Regions from separate parts of the Canis lupus genome. Here region 1 is linked to region 2. The links are chromatin contacts, called in public Hi-C maps. All regions are on one chromosome and are shown on one strand. The core of a region is the stretch at or near the end of the contact, and the rest is flanking DNA. Distances in the headings are between cores, read along the strand shown.

Evidence for each region. A called contact is a pair of places that touch in the nucleus more often than the background predicts.
Region 1: a contact with region 2 is called in a Hi-C map of blood, with 2.6 times the contacts expected there. The contact joins the enhancer-like site here to the promoter of IBA57 in region 2. A contact is called at or near these places in 2 of 9 Hi-C or Micro-C datasets (both in blood).

What each region holds. Positions count from the first base shown.
Region 1 is chr14:524,080-526,976 of UU_Cfam_GSD_1.0, reverse strand. No RefSeq gene overlaps it. Among named protein-coding and RNA genes, the nearest start is that of ARF1, 11 kb to the right of the region's middle. Within about 2 kb of position 1,321, at least 12 of the 20 cell types and tissues checked have an H3K27ac peak or open chromatin away from gene starts, as enhancers often do. A contact at or near this core is called in blood, where this site is marked.
Region 2 is chr14:481,934-484,633 of UU_Cfam_GSD_1.0, reverse strand. It overlaps IBA57 (putative transferase CAF17, mitochondrial), which reads left to right and starts at 1,398. Exons shown (of 3, transcript XM_038556429.1): 1 at 1,398-1,738. The coding sequence starts at 1,398.

The DNA of each region.
Region 1 (2,897 bases), core at 72-2,571, 42 kb before region 2:
AGCCTGGGGAGCGGCGCCGCTCAGACCAGCGCAAGGAGGCTTCCCGGGGGAGGGAGCTCCTCCTTCCAGGGCTCTGGGACCTCGGCTGGCGGCGACCCCGGGGGCAGCGCCGTCCCCAGCCTGGCTGCGCCACTGGCCGCGGCTTCTTTATTCGGTCTGCGGCCTGCTCCCTCGGGTGGGCTCTGGGGTCACGCCGGGCCCGGGCACCGACTGCGGCCACGACTCCCACACCCGGCCGCTGGTCCACCGGGACCTGCTAGGTTAGGGAGGGCACAGGCGCCCTTTCGTGCGCCACGGCCGCAGGGCCCTTGCCCACCTCGGTCCCTTCATCTACACCAGTAGGTGGGTTTGAGACACCCGGGGTCGGGAAAAAGCGGGGCGCGGGCGCGGGCGCGGGCGCGGGCTGACTCCGCCCGGGCCAGGGAAAGCAAGTACGCCCGCGCGGTGGCGGGACCGGGGCGGCCCGGGGCGGGGCGCAGCCCCTGTCCCCGCGCGCCCGCTCCTGCCCAGAGTCTGCGCGTGCGCGCTGCGGCGGGGAGTGGGCGGAGCCGCAGGCAGGCCCGCCCCGTTCCCCAGCGTCCCCCGCGGCAGGAGGCACTGACGTGGCCGCCGTCAGAGCCGCCATCTTGTGGGAGCGAAACCAACGCCTGGCTCGGAGCAGTAGCCTCGCCGCGGCCGCCGAGGGTGAGGCGGCGGGCCGGGGCCGGGGTCGAGGCCGGGGCTGGGTGGCGGGGGCGGTCCCGGCCCCGCGAGGCCCTGCCCACCGCCGTGGCGGCGGGGCGGTGAGGGCCATGTGAGGCCGGGCGGGGCGGGGGCCGGGGTGAGGCCGGGGTGGCGAGGCCCGAGGCCGGGGCCGGGGGCGGGGGGCCGGGGGCCGGGGGCCGGGGGCCGGGGGCCGGGGGCCGAGGCGGGGCGGGCGCGGCGGGCTGGGCCGGGGATGGAGACGGGGGCGGGCTCGAGTCGAGTCCGAGGTCGGGGCTGGGATGAGGAACGAGGCAGTGCGGGTGTCGAGGACTGGGCCGGGGGTCGAGGCTGGGCTGGGCTGGGGGTCCAGCTGAGGCCGGGTCGAGGCCGGGGCTGGGTGGAAGGCTGCCAAGAGCGGGCCTGGGGTCGAGGCTGCGGGGGGGTCGGGGCGGGGCGGGGCGGGGGCTAGGAGCCGAGAGCCGGCCGTGAGAGGGGAGCGCGGCGGGGGCGGAGCCCCGGGCGAGGGTCGGCTGCCCCAGCGCCCCGCCGCGGCCTCGCGCCCCGTAGAGCCGCCGGGTGGACGCCCGGAAGTCCGGCCCAGGCCACGGGCTCCCCAGGAAGCTCTGCTTCCTGCTCCGCCTGCGAGGCCTCCCGCCTCGGGGTCTCGAGGACCAGGAAACCGAAGCCCGGGGTCCGGGACGCTGCCAAGGTCACGCGAGGGCCAGGGTTTGAGCCCAGTTCCTGTGGGCTCGGAGGACGGGGGTGGGACGGGGCAGCCTTCCCGTACCGGTGCCCTGGGGAGGGGTCCTGGGGTCCGAGGGTAGCCCCTGCGGCCCCAGGAGGCGCCGGTGGTGGGGCCACGACACGGGCCTTGCTTCCCGGCCGCCCGCGGTGGGCAGAGATGGGAAGGCCCTGCGCCCTAGCGCTCACTTGTTGCATAGTGCGGGTGGTGCTGAGCCAGGGGTTAACAAGGCTTGCTGGTTAGTGTAGAGTGCTTAGCTCCGACTGCCCTCTGAGCTCCTGGCACCCTCCCATTTCCTCAAACGTCAAGCAGAATTGCACAAGAAGTCGTTGACAGGAGGAGGGAACGCAGAGCTTTGGGGTGGTCCCGGAAGTCACTGTTAGTGCTGTGCCTTGGGCCTGCTGCTGGGGTTCCAGGGGTCGGCTGTAGTTCTTGTTTCAGAACTAGCAAGTGAGTGGTCAGCACGTTTTTCTGTCTGCTGTTTGCATGGCTGGTTCTGCATTTCTGGCTTTGTGTGTCTGTGCGAAGGAGTGTGGACGCCAGGCTGTGTTGTAGCTGTGCTGAGACAGACCTCTCCCAGTGTATTATATGGGGGACCCACTGCGGGGCTGCCGATATCACTTGGAGTGTCGGCAAGCACGGAGTACCCTAACTGCACAAGCTGGAAATGCATATGCTCTCACCAACTGGCTCCAGAATTAGAGGGAGTTGAGTGTGTGTTAATCACCAATCTAGCCATTTTGTTAGAGCGTCCTGTCCTCCTCCCCTAAGGATTTGGTCTTGTTAATGGGCTGGACGTAGATGTGCTTCTGCAGAGTTGTCCCTGTTTTCAGGAATGCCTTGCTGGAAATAATCCACATCACTGGGGCATTATGGAGGCTCTGCTTCCTAGGAGGCTGCCTTCAGAGACAGGTGTCCAGATTTGCTACTTCAAAGGACTTGAGATAGTGGGTTTGGAGAATGGCTGATTCATGTGCTGTCTGATTGCCCCCAAAAGCAGAAACTGGTGGTGTGCCCCTCACAGTTCTGGTTTTTCCCATGTGGTCGAACTGTTAGCTTTGTGTGCTCCACAAGGAGGACATTCAGACCTGCTGAGCTGTGTCTCCCCAGACTGGACAGGCTCGGAAGTCCAGGAAGGCACCCTTGGGCTTCTCTGCTTGTTTCAGTAATGCTGGGTGTGGTCTCCAGTCAGGTGGCCAGAGGGATGAGCCTGTGCAGGTCCATAGCGAGTGTGCTCACCTGCTGTGAGAAGCTGCACTCCATCCTTCCAGTTCTTCAAGAGGGTGTCTTGGTGTGTGAATTTCAGTCTGCTCTCTTTCTTCCTTGACTTCCTGAAGTTAGGTAAGAGCTTAGGTCCTGTACTCCCATCTCTTTGTTGGCATGGCCGGTATTTGGTCTTGACCCAGTAGTGGATTGAGTGACTTGCTACGTGGCCGGGAAAGAATAGCTTAGGGCATGCATGAGAAAGAGG
Region 2 (2,700 bases), core at 149-2,648:
TGCATGCCAGGTTGCTACAGGGGGCTCTGACAGGTAGACCAGGTCAAGAGAAGGCACAGTAAAGGCAAGGGGGCCTGTCTGCACGCCACGGAGAGAGGCCTCAGCAGAAACTGACCGTTCCTGGACTCCAGGCTCCAGAATTTCAAGACACCGATGTCTGGTTTAGCCACCTGGGATGGGGCGTGTCTCCCAATTGATGCACACACCACTGAAAATGGTATGGACTTTCCTTGGAAAGTCAGAAAATTACCATATGACCTGGCAACTCCCCTTGGGGTATGCACCTCTGATCATGTGGTTTATACCACGAAGCACGTGTGTCTTTGTCACGGCTCCTGGCACAGAATGCCCAAGGCCCTTGGGGTTTCCCCAAGTGAGGAGAGCGATGGAGGTGTCCTGGTGCTCGTAAGGAGCCCCTGAGGGAGTGTGGAGGTGACCTTGGGTGGCCCCTCAGGATGGGGGCAGGTGGCCAGGGGACCCAACCCTGGGAGCAGAGGGTTGTTGGATGCTTCAGTCCTGCCCCCTGATCTCTGGGAGGGGAGAGGGGTCCGTCACCAATGCCCAGTGATGAGGCCCCATGAAAACCCGGGAGGACAGGCTTGGGAAGCTTGGGGCTGGTGAGCACGTGGAGACGTGGGGAGAGTGACCTGCCCCGGGGCTGGCCCCGGGGTCACAGCCTTGGATAATAAGCTGGTAACGTCCAACATTTCTCTGAGATCTGAGCCGCTCCAGCAAGTTCAGGGACCCGAGGAGGGGCCGTGGGAGCCTCTGGCCTGTAGCCGGGGGGTCAGCGGGGGCGACCCCTGGACTGTGGCTGGCGTCTGCTGTGAGGTGGCCTGTGGGGTGTGACTCCACGTGGATGGGGCCAGAGCGGGGGCCCCCTCCCAAGCACATCTAGCATCCAGAGCATCAGAAAAGGGGATTGTGAGAGCTGAGAACCCACAGGGGGAGAAAGGCGTCCTGCACACGATACCCACAGGAACTGCGACCAGGGTCTCCAAGCCACGGACACCTCCCCACGACAGAGGAAGCCCTGGCACCTGCTCCGGACGCCCTCGGGAGTCAGGCTCCCCGACACAGGGCAGCGGGAGTCCCGGCAGCTGGCGGCGGCGGCACGCAAGTGAGCTGGACGGCGCCTCGGCGAGGAGGCGGAGCTCACCTTGCCGCAGCGAAGCCGGCGGGACCACAGGGACAGGTCAGGCGCCCGGACCCAGGGCGGGAGGCAGACGCGCAGCGCGAGGCCCCGCCCCCCAGCCCCTCCTCGCGAGCCCCGCCCCCTCCGCGCAAACGCCCCGCCCGCCGGAAGCTCCGTCCTGCCCCGCGAGCCCCGCCCCCCGTGCACTCCCGCCCGCGCCGCAGCGGGGCCGCCCCTTCGCGCCGCCCCACTCCTCCCCAAGATGGCGGCCGCGGCGCTGCTCCGGGGCGCGGTTCCGGGGCGCGGCGGCCCGGCCTGGTGCTGGCGGCTGCGCGCGGCTCCAGGGCGCCGCCTGGCTCAGAGCGCGGGCCGTCAGGGCGACGACCCTGGGGGCGGTGCGGCCTGGGCCTGCTTCCCGCTGGCCGAGCGCGCTCTGCTGCGCGTGCGCGGGCCGGACTCCGCGCCCTTCCTCCTGGGGCTGCTGACCAATGAGCTGCCGCTCCCGGGCCCTGCGGCCGGCGCGGCCCCGCCCCTGGCGCGAGCCGGCTACGCCCACGTCCTCAGCGCCCAGGGCCGCACGCTCTACGACGTGCTCCTGTACGGGTGAGCGCGGCCGCCCCGCTGCGGGGGGGGGGGCGGGGGAGGGCCCCGGCGGGCGGCCCCGCTGCGGGGGGAGGGCGGGGGAGGGCGGGGGAGGACGCCGGACCCGGCCTCCCGCGCCCGGCCGGAGACTCCCAGCTGGTGTCCGAGGTCAGCACCTTCGAGTGGCTGTTTCTGCTCAGCTGCGCTTGGGGAAGCCGCGGGTGGGGTCTGCAGTGCCACAGGGGGTCGCCCCGCAGTCGGCTCCCTTTCGGGCAGGTGAGGAGCCATATACCTATATGAGGTATGTACTGGCCCCAGTGCCTGCGGTGAGGTCTGGCTCCTCCTGTGGGTCCAGTCCTGCCTACTTGCCTGGCCCAGGTTCGCACTGGGGAGAGGGCCGCCTCCCTGGGAGCCCAGCGCCCCCTGCCTGCTGCTCTCTGGAGTTTCTGGTGTCCCTACCTTGTTCCTTCCTCAGGCTCCCTGTTCGGTGTTCCTGGGTGCGGCACCTGGTCGCAGGGGTGGCTTCACTGCTTTGCTTTTATAGTGGCCTTGACTGTTTGGAGCAGCTTCTGGCTCCAGTAGAATTGAGGGGAAGGATTGGAGAGCTCCTGTTTGCATGCAGCCGCCCTCAGGTCAGCGTCCCCACCAGAAGGAGGGTGCATGGGTTCCAGCTGATGGACCCGCACTGATGCTGCATCACCCAGAGCCGCCTCACCCTCCCACCCCCCATCCATGGGGTTCACTCCTGGTGCTGTGCCTGCCGTGGGCACGGAGTAGGACGTGTGCCCAGGACCGCAGGGTCACACAACGATGGTTTCACGGCCCCAAAGCTCTGCAGTGCTCCCCAAGTCCTCCCCCGCTGCCCCCAGAGGGGACCTGTCTCCTGTGTCCACAGCCCCGCCTTCTCCAGGACGCCCCACACTTGAAATCGCAGAGCGCGTGCCTGCTGGGATGGGCGGCTTTCACCCAGTAACCCACCCCTC